Linked DNA regions of Mus musculus: region 2 is linked to region 1. The links are chromatin contacts, called in public Hi-C maps. All regions are on one chromosome and are shown on one strand. Each heading gives the region's core, a stretch centred on a gene start, on an enhancer-like site or on the middle of the called end of the contact. The rest is flanking DNA. Distances are from core to core; before and after follow the strand shown. Region 1 overlaps Mast4 (microtubule associated serine/threonine kinase family member 4). Region 2 has its middle 42 kb from the start of Gm41079.

The links. A called contact is a pair of places that touch in the nucleus more often than the background predicts.
Region 2: a Hi-C map of olfactory sensory neurons shows a contact between it and region 1, with 2.5 times the contacts expected there. The contact joins two enhancer-like sites. A contact is called at or near these places in 19 of 484 Hi-C or Micro-C datasets (the G1E-ER4 cell line, the HL-1 cell line, cerebral cortex and 7 more) and 1 of 9 other capture datasets (pancreatic islet).

The regions. Positions count from the first base shown.
Region 1 is chr13:103,176,896-103,182,189 of GRCm38.p6, reverse strand. The region is part of intron 1 of Mast4 (microtubule associated serine/threonine kinase family member 4); the gene reads left to right. Among named protein-coding and RNA genes, the nearest start is that of Gm30050, 82 kb to the right of the region's middle. Within about 2 kb of position 3,334, at least 3 of the 459 cell types and tissues checked have an H3K27ac peak or open chromatin away from gene starts, as enhancers often do. A contact at or near this core is called in olfactory sensory neurons, where this site is marked.
Region 2 is chr13:103,422,422-103,427,602 of GRCm38.p6, reverse strand. No RefSeq gene overlaps it. Among named protein-coding and RNA genes, the nearest start is that of Gm41079, 42 kb to the left of the region's middle. Within about 2 kb of position 3,157, at least 5 of the 459 cell types and tissues checked have an H3K27ac peak or open chromatin away from gene starts, as enhancers often do. A contact at or near this core is called in olfactory sensory neurons, where this site is marked.

The DNA.
Region 1 (5,294 bases), core at 2,085-4,584:
TTTTACAGATGAAATTTCAAAAAATGCTCTGCTTTTCGGCTGGAGAGGTTGCCTGTTGGTTAAGAGCCCTTGCCACTCTTCCAGAGGCCCTGAGTTCAGTCTCCCACCCACAGGGAGTGACTTCCCGGAACTACCTGGAACTCTAGCTCCAGGGGATTCAGTGCCCTCTTGTGGCTTCTGGGTGTACCTGCGCGCGCGCACGCACACACACACACACACACACACACACACACACACACACGAAAATAAGGTAGTCCTTTAAAGTATGTTTCATGCCTGACACTTGATGGAGAGTACTGACCTCCTTCTTGTCATTTTCCCGAGTCCTTCAGGAAGAGGATGTGGCACATCAGCAGCTTCTGAGGACCTGGCCCCAGTGGAGCAGTTGATGGCTAAAGAGAGATAGAAATTTAGGAAAAAAGAATCGCAAAGCAGAATTAAAACTAGCATGTCTTTACGTACGACTTCATGCCTCTCCCTGGTCTAGCTTCCAGGATACTGACCTTAATCTAGTTGAGCATTTGTGAGCGAAGGCAAAGAGTAATGCAGGACTGCTCTGACAACACAGTAAGGAAACGTAATTAATCAGCTGCCAGACCAGCCCGGTAGTCCCCATTACCTCTCTCAGCATCTACTGTGTGGCGTTGTAGTTGTCGTTTTGTTTGTGGACACAATCCTTTTGTTGAACATCTTTAGTTCTCAGCCGCAGTCTATCTATAATAGGCATTTGCATCATGCTTTTAGGACAAGTTTGGATTGACAGACTGTACATAGTCAGAAAACCACTGGAAATCATTTAAGTTGATTGTAACAGCAGCTGCATGCTGGGTGTGTCCACGGGTGAGGGTGGGCAAAGTGCATAAGGATGCACAGCAGGATCTACAGTAAGTTAGGTCCAGACTCTGGTCTAGATGCATACTCCAACTATCTTTGTATCTTTTGTGGGCCTTGGTCTTCCAGTAATATCAGAGAGCTAGAGTCTATCTATATCTTTACATTCTTTTTGGCTGTTCCACACTACTAATGCATTGTGATTCTTGAGTGCTGAGCTAAGAAACCCACCTGATAGGCCACCAGCTGGAGTTCAGGTGGATCACGTGGACTTGTTGACAGCAGAATTTCAGCACCTGGCTTCCTCCAGGAGTCTTAGTTGACTCCTGAGACTTCCATGATTTACCATGGTAGCCCCTGTCAGGGAGAGGGTTTGAGAGCGTGGAAGGAATCGGGCTTCAGAGTTAGGGATACTGGACTTGATCCACAAGGTTACCCCTTAGTGAGCTGAAGATGTTGAATCCTTGCATCTCTGTTCCCCCATTTGGCAAGTTAGGAATATCATTTATAAAAGCTAACCCTGAGAAAAGGGGCAGTGGGTATATACTGATCGTTTCTGTGATACACACGTGAGACTTTTCCATTCTGGTTCCTACTGCAGGAAATAACCCAGGGGAAATGCTTTCTCTCCCTGCTTGTTAACCAGGGTCAGACTTTTTAGTTATATTGCTGTCGGGGACAGGATGGTGTCAAGGGACTTTAACGACTTCAGATAAGTAAACAACCACCGGCATAGATTAGATCCTTAAATAAAGGTCAGGGAAACATCCAGAATATTAAGACAGCAGGAAAAAAACCAGGTGATCCATATATGCAAACTCAAGTTGTATGTTTCCTGTGTTTTCCCCAGTGGCATTGCTCCCGAACCAAACTTTGAGTAGCAATTAATATTCTGAAAGGTGTATGGGTAAATGCCATGCTTCAAGGCTGTCAAATAACGTTAGCTCTGGTCTTCATATCTTTCAATGATTGAACTTGCTGCTCAGTGTCCACGTCATACTCGGCTGTGATTCGGTGTCCACGGCATGGCACCCTTCCTTGGGCTCTGACCATGATCTCTTGCCGAGTATGTGTTTGTGAAGATGTTCATGAGCAAAGGAATTGACCTTCTTGAAGTTGACAGGCGAGGGAAGTAACATTATCAACGTGGTAATTTGCATATTCCACTCAGGAAAGAAAACCCAATGTTCTCAAGCAGAGAACCTTGGGGTACAGCTCAGCGCAGGTGAATGTCATTATAGTTTGATCCAACACAGTTTAGGACATTTCTAAAACTTATTTTATATTGCCGATTATGTCTGTGATCCCAGGAATTAACTACAAAATCAAAGAAGCCAGGCATGGGGTGTGTGCCTGTAATCCCGGTATTTGGGAGATGAGGCAGGTGAATCTCAAATTTCTGGACTTTTTCCTCCTGACAGACATCAAAGATAGAAAATGATGTTGTTATCTAGTACACTTTCCGGTGTAAATATATTCTATTGATGCCTTATTTGAAGATAAGTCCATTTATTGAGAAAATGATCGCAATAAACAGCTAAATCATTTGAGTAAGTTAGGGCTTGGGGAATTGCTGGCTTACCAGACCTTGTAAACATGAAGGGTTTTACTGACTCTTATTTTTTTTTCTTCCATTTTCTTTTTGTTCTCAAAAGTTTTTTTCAGATAGGTCTTTTAGTACCGGCTGGCCTCACCCACTATGTAGTGGCAGCTGGCCTTACACTTTCAACTCTGCCTTTACCTCCAGAGTGCTGGGGTTACATACAGCATGAGTCACTATAGCCAGCTTGTTCTCATAAAGTAACCTACTACAACACATAAGTTAGTAGGGGAATATAATGTAAAAATAGATGAAAATAAGCAAGAATAGAGCAAGCACAGAGCCAAGGGACCTCAGCAGTGGCATCGTGACATAGATCCAGTAAGTCTTTGTTGTTGGGGCAGCCGAGTGCTTGGCAAGTTAAATTTAGTAGCGTCTCTGGGCTCAGATACGACACTTCCCATTTCCTCCAAATCGTGAGGTCCAAGAGTGGTTCCAGGGACTGTTTAGTGTGTGTGTGTGTGTGTGTGTGTGTGTGTGTGAGTGAGAGAGACAGAGACAGAGACAGAGACAGAGAGAGACACAGAGAGAGAGACACACACACAGAGAGCGCGCATTATGAGAGAGAGTATGTGTATGCATGTGTGAGAGAGTATGTGTGTATGTGTGGGTATGTATGTGTATATATGAGGCTGAGTTGCATGTGCAGATATGTGTGGATATGTGTGTGTGGCCACGTGTATATATGTATGTGTGCTTGAGATTGTGTGAATGTGTACGTGAGTGAGTGAATGAGTGAGTGTGTGTGTGTGTGTGTAAAAATCTCCACAAATCTCACTTTAGAAGATAAAATGAAGTCTGTCTGCATAAAGTTAAGATTAGAAATGGGACACATTGCACTTCCTGGTGAGGAGTCAGAGGCTTTGCCTAGGTGTCTAGAGAGATGTTGCTAGGTATGTAGTTCCCAAGGGAAAACCCTCCCAACAGCCCAGCAGCAACGACACTGGTTCTAGTGCTGAGGCCTGAAAACATCTTTCCAGTGTCCCTCTCCAGGCTTGAATGTCCTCCTACTGGGTCTGTATTGTTTACTGTTGGTCTGCTTACTCCCACGCCCCAGACTGAGCCTAGCATATCGCTGCTTGATAAGCTGTGTACAGTTGTGCACATCTGTATTAATCCTAGCAATCAGGAAGCTAGGGCAGGTGGGTCTTGAATTTGAGGCCAACCTGGCATAGACACTGTTTCAAAGAAGAAAACAGTAATAGCAACAAAACTGCTTACTAAATAAATATTTATACGTGGAGATGAGTGTTGATCAGGGCCCCGTGGTGTGCATTCCTCCCTTGTACACTCTGGATCCGAGCGGCTAGATTTGGAGGGATGTTGCTTACAGCATCATTAAGTAGAAGCCCGTGTTCTTGGGGGGGATGTAATCCAGACTGATTGTCAGCAAAATCAATTAGCAGACCCAATGCAGTATGGTCAGGACTGTCACTCTCTTGGTGGCCTGACAGGTCAATACTTAGATATTAGAAAGCAGTAAGGGGACCTGGTTTATTCTTTAGGCAGTGCCGTGAATAAGAAGTGTTTTCTTACATACTCTTGAGCGGTACAGAGCAGTGGTGTGACTCTGAGCCATGTGTGTTGCCTGTCAGCTGAGCTGAGCCTTGCAGACAGTGCCAGAGTGCGCACCAGTGTTTTAGGCTATGGACTGCTTGGATGTGTTAGCCCCTTTCATGCCTCAACTACATGTCCTCGTCACCTGACATCTAGTCTTCAGACGGAAGTGGCTTGCCTGGAGCATGGCCCTAGAATTCTGTCCCTGAGCATCTGGAATGGATTCAAGGCTCCTCCCAAACGCTATACCATGGCTGATGACACACACAAGGACAAGAAAATGTGACTTCTTATGAATCAGGCATTCTGTGTCCCATCTATTCTCTCTTAGCCTATACAAACAAAAAAACCAGACAAACCAAAACCAAACCAAACCAAAAAACCCTGAAAACAAACAATCGAAATCAAAGTCCCAGGTAAAGTTGCAGCAGGTTTAATTTCCATGTAGAAATGTTCGCCTGGGTGATAGAAGAGGTGACTTTTGTGAAATGGATTGTAGCTACAGCAAGCACAAATGGTGCCCTTTCTATTTTATCAGATGTTCAGGCGCGAACATGTACGAAAGCTGATAATCCTTACATCCCACTCAGGGGATCAGTATGATTGTTACTAATGTTCTGTGGGTGAAGAAATGATGCATTAAGAGTTAAATACGTTAATAGAGACGCTTATGTGTCAGCTCTGGTCTGAGCACCTAACTGTTGTGGAATTAGTGACAATCCTGCCGTAAACGTCTCTAGCTACAGAAGGCTATTCTGTCAGTTGCTTGTTTGTTCTTTTAAGTGTTGGCTTAAAAGTAAAATCTAACTTTAAAATACAGTAAAGTCGTTCTAAGTTGCCTATTTGATTCTGTATTGAGTGGTGAGGAAGAGAGAGAGAAAGGATAAGTACTTGATGGGAGCTATAAGCAAGGTCTGCGCAGTTTCCTGATTCAGGTATTTTTGTATCTTTGGTTTTGTTTTTTTTTTTTTTAGAATATTTAATACCAAGAAATAGAATGACTGAGCAACGTTTTCATAACCTACATTCCTAGTCAATCCTTTTCTCTGTTTAAAGCACAAAAGAGGACGTTAGCCATGGCTCCATTAGGAATGCAAATGACATTGGTGATACTCTTTGGACTTGTGAACTTTGGCCGTAGGGCACGTGCATTCTGGATGGGTCTTTAAAATGCAAGTGTCACATCTTGGGAATGAATGCAGAATTACAGAAAAGAGGAATGGAGCAGAAAGAGACTCGATTAATGGACACACGTGAGTATGCCAGTAGGGATATAGTTAAAAGGTCGAATAATTCATTATTTAGG
Region 2 (5,181 bases), core at 1,908-4,407, 250 kb before region 1:
CCTATTTCTGGTTGATGAAAAGACACAGGAATACTACAAATATCTTCATTCTCACATATCTACTCTTTGCCATGTATTTTCATATTACATATGATTCAAAATGTATCAGAAGTCATTACAAAGCTTTGTATGGCTAGTGTTCACTAAGATTTTCCTACACTCTTCTGCTTGCTTCTCTTCTCATTCCTTCCTGTGTCTTCAGTCTCTCTTCTGGAATCATGGTCACTTCATGTCCTTTAATGTCTCTGTTTCTACTTGTAAACAAATCTGCTATCCTGGACCCCAAATTTCATCCTTGAATTTTTTTCTGAAGGTGAATTTCTATTTTGTAGTTATTTCATCTGAAGCAATTACTCTATCATATTAGGTGTTTGTATTGTGGAGAATAAGTCATTTTTAATCTAATAGTCTCTTTTTTGAATAATTAGTCTCTGCCTTATGCGGTTTATGCTCACACTCTCTTTTCTTTCCAGTTTGTTTATTTGCTCTCAGTTTCAGTCACCCTGTGACTGTTGACTATTTTCCTTGGCATGTCTTAGCTTCTCATAGATGTTTCCAGATCCCACTTGGGTCTGTTCCTAAATTGTTTCTCTTTAAATTTTCAGTCTATGTGCCTGGCTGATTTTTTTGACCATTGATTGGTCGCTGCATATTTTAATATAGAAATAGTGTGATATATAAAAGAGTCTATGCTTGTCTCTGGTAGTCAACCTGGTGGTTTTGGCTATTCCAAACCATCATAATCCTACCACAGACTGAAAGTGAAGTTAAAACAAGAGAGCACCATATTGCTCCAATTCACATTTATTCCTAAAGGGTGACCACAGGGATTCTATCCATGGCTGTGGGTGTTCACTCCTCGTTCATAGTGGCTCCTTCAGTCCAATTTGTATCCCCTCGATGGAGTTGATGAAGTATCTGCTTAGCTCTCAGTTGCTCGAATGACTCTGGGGACAAAGGCACAGAATGAAGCCAACCTTTGTCGACTTTCCCCCTAGAAGCCCTGACAAGTTCTTCACTCTTTTTTAGTTCCCTTGCTCGCTCAGTGTTCCTCAGTACAAGCAACAGGCCCACCAGTAACTGAAGAATCTTGTTCTCACAACACTGAGAATTATAAAATAAAATTGGAACTCACTTTCGCCTCATTTGAACTGAATTGATTAAAAGTGAAAGTTATTGATAATCAGTGTCTCAGTTTCATGTCATGAGGCTTAACTTAAAACAAAAAGAAACTGAAGATAATCAAAGTGTGCTGTAGAAGGAACTGACTGGCCACTTTAAGTTCCCATACCATCCTCGGCCACTCATGTAACACCTTCCAACTTAGGTGACCACAAAAAGTATATTTAAAGCTAAAATGGACGCTTATGCTTGCATTATAATATGATACCAGTCAGCTTTCCAACTAAGGAAAACTAAATTCAGTACGGTGAGTAATGTTTATGGTTCTTACAACCAGGTGCATATCTTTATCTGAGGAGCATAGCTCCTATCTGCATACTCTACAATACATTAAACAACGATGCCTTGGCTGTCAGACAGTAGGCTAGCCATGGCTGAGCACAAAGGTGAACAGATCATAACCTTCAGACAATGAAAAGCCACGGTACAAGGGGAAATGCAAGCCTGGTGCAGAGAAATAGGCAGATGACACAAGGAGACAAAAAGAAACTGGATGGAAAGATGGGTGGATACTGGTGAAGACACACTGAGAACTGGTATCACAACAAGGTTGGTTAGTAAACTACACAGACACAGGCAGCCTTCCATCTGAGAAATTAAGTCCAAAAAGTCAAAGAGTTAAAAGCTAACAGGAAGAAATGGGCCAACATATCCTTGAGATCTTGAATAATGACTTCTAACAAGACTAAAAAATACACAAAAACCAAAGTTCATAGATTGGACTGCACCGATGTTAAGTAATCTGAACAGCAAAATAACTCAGGGTAAAGTTGCCAGATGAGTAACGTCTAGGAGGAGACGTCTACAACATTTTCCAAATGCAAAGACTAGCACTCCGCATCCTTGCACGAGTAAGGTCTCATCCTGACCTCTGCTCAAATACTACCAACTGTGGAGGAGGATTTTCTGTCCAAAATATCACGCAGGTGTTAATTCAAGTTTTCATTCTCTAGCTCCTTAACACGTATCATTAAATAATTATGTAATATAATATGTAATAGTAACATAACTATCTGCTCATTTTCTTTATCCCAATAAGGTGAAAGAGAGAAATGTACCCCTTGTTTTATTCATTCATTGTACGGCCTTAGCATGTGTGCTGGGGTCTGACCTATAGCAGATACTCATGACATCTATTAGATGAATGAACAGACTTCTCAGAACGAACATGGGTGGGCACAGAATCCCGTGGGGAAACAGCAAAGGGTGCATGTAGGTACTTCTGAACCTGATTTTGAGTTTTTGTTTGTCTGCAGGAGAGATGGGAAACAGAGGCTTAAAAATAAAGTTTACAGTTTGGATCTGAAATGTTCCCCCAAAGAGTGATTTTGTTAAGCTTGTTTCCCCATGTAACAATGACCAGAGAAAGGGCTTTGTGAAGTGACTAGGTCCTGAGTGTTCACGCATTAGCTGTTTGCATCACAGAAAGCACGAATGACGCTCCACCTCCCCTTGTGACTGACAGCAATGGAACCATCCAAACACGACCCCAAGCCCCAAAATGATGGTTAGAATTCAGCTCTTCCTATTAGTTGTTTTCTCAGGTGTTTGTCACAGCAACAAAGAACTAGCAATCCTTAAAAAAAAGCAAGCATAAAAAAAACACAAATATCCACATAAATTAAAACCACGGGGAGAAAAGATATGTACCCCAGGAACATTCTCTTTAAAGGAGTCAAGGACCTTCAGTGTTAGCTAAGAACAAGGAGGAGCCAGCGTAGGAAAGCTGGGAGTCCCTGCCAGGAGGCCCCTTCATCGGCTTATTTAATTGCTTTAGAGGAGAGCTGGCTACTTCTTGCCGTTCTTTTCTAACCTGTGAAAAGTAGCAGTCGTTTTCAGCCATGTCCCTGCCTCACAAGTTCAATAACATAGCAATTGTACACTAATTTGAAAGAGAAGTTAGGAATTAGCTGCAAATTACTATGATTTGGAAAGAAACGCTTGTGTTTAGGTTATTGTTGCCTGCCGTGAGGATTCTAATTCTCCCGTGGGCCCATTCAGTCTCTGGCTGAGAACTATACGCATTGCATAGAAGAAGTGTATGCTATGGGAAGCTCCAGTGACCACCCTGGGTATGTGCAGAGAGATGGTTGACTTCTGTCACAACAGTGTCTTTATCAGCATAGGCCTGGATTTACTCTGAATAGCCAGAGTGGTGCAATGTATGATCTGTGGCCAACTTGGCGGCCATTGTTTCTCCTAGGGAGTCATTCCATTAACATCAGCAAGCTCACGGAAGAGGTCAACCTTCCAGCTGCCTTCTCGAGGAACCAGTCACATCCCATATAATTTCTATTATGATTTCGATGATGGGGGAGGGGAAGCCTTAACAAGAAAGACACCAGAACGTTGTCTGCCAAAATCCATGAGCGCAGGCCATCAAAATTAGAGTTTTGTTACCAAATTATCTGCTCTCTTAGGACATAGGGGCTAATGGATGATAAATTCTATTACATTTCCTAAATTGTCAAAAGGAAGGCTTATTATGAGAAAACAGCAACAATATTCTTTTGTTGGGGAGAGGGTCAGCCTGACACTTTTTAACAGCAGTTTATAAGACCTCGGATTCAGGGGTAGCCCCTTCAGAAAGAAGAGGCAGGGCATGGGATGGATTGTTGTTTTCGTTCGGTACTGGCATGGAAGATATGTTTTGAAACCATCCACTATGCAGAGCTCCCCCTGGCTCCTCACAAGGCTTTCATGCAGAGGATGGGCTGAAGCTGGAGAGTGAGCCGATCTGCCAGTCACTATGGCGAGTGAAGCCCCCTCCCATTCCTCTGTTTTTCATCTCATAGCTCACACTGTTTCCTTTGATTCTCAAAATCCCATGACTTGCACAGACACGGCTTGCCAACTGGCACTAGACTAACAGTAAACGAAGGTTTGACATCATCTGGCCAAACACCGAGCCAAAGAAATGAGTCTGCCTGATACATGCACATCCTGGCTTACCTTGGAACACCATTCCTCGGCTCATAGAAGGCCAGTTGTGCTTTTTCCACATCGAATCCCAAAATACACACCACCCGCCAAAGGTGAATGTGTTACAAATGGTAAGGAAGGCGAGGGAACCTTGCCGTGTCAAATGTACTCAGAGCAGTCTGATGGAGGAGGATTGTGCATCCCACGTTACGTTCAGCGCTTTGTACCTCCAGGATTTCCACTATAGACTATGTGACTCCACCTGGTTATAATTTGTAATTTACCAGAAGAGTCTGTGGAATGGTCTCCCCTTAGGAGACATTACCTCATCGATCTTCCCCTGGTCCCTTGGGAGATCTGAGAGAATCAGGCTTGCTAGGGAAGAGAAAGCAAAGACGAAGCTCCTAGTTGCTCAGCTGAGAGCAGTTCATAAAAGGACATGGCAGGACCCCTGAGTCTATGACCAAGACTCCTGTACCTCAGAAACTACCTGAAGACAGAGCCTTCCTGCCTGTGTAGCCGTGGCTGTCCCACACTGAGGATCCAAGGCCCCTCCTGGTTCAGGCTCTGTGCTCTTCGTAACCCTCTACAGCGACGGTTCTCAACTGGAGCGTGGACCAACACTTTAAAGGGATTACATATGAGATACATATCAGATATTCCGACTATCCAGATATTAACACTATGATTCACAACAGTAGCAAAATTACAGTTATGAAGTAGCAATGAAAATGATTTTATGGGTGAGGGGTCACCACAACATGAGGAACTGTATATATTAAAGGGTCTCAGTATTAGGAAGGTTGAGAACCACTGCTCTGCGATTTACCTAACTCCCCATTGTATTTCTGAATTTAGCCTAAATGTGCCAACTGTTGAATGGAGTTCTATAAACATTTTTATGATGTTTAATGGTAACCAGATTACAACATTTTAAAACAAGTTTGCTGTCGGTGACTTTTGCAGTCTGGTTATCCAGCCTGCTTTCCCTTCTGCTCTGGGACCGGGGAGAAAAGACCCGAGTGGATGGCTTTTGAATTACAATCATGATGGTGTGGTCCTCTTAAAGGAAGTACT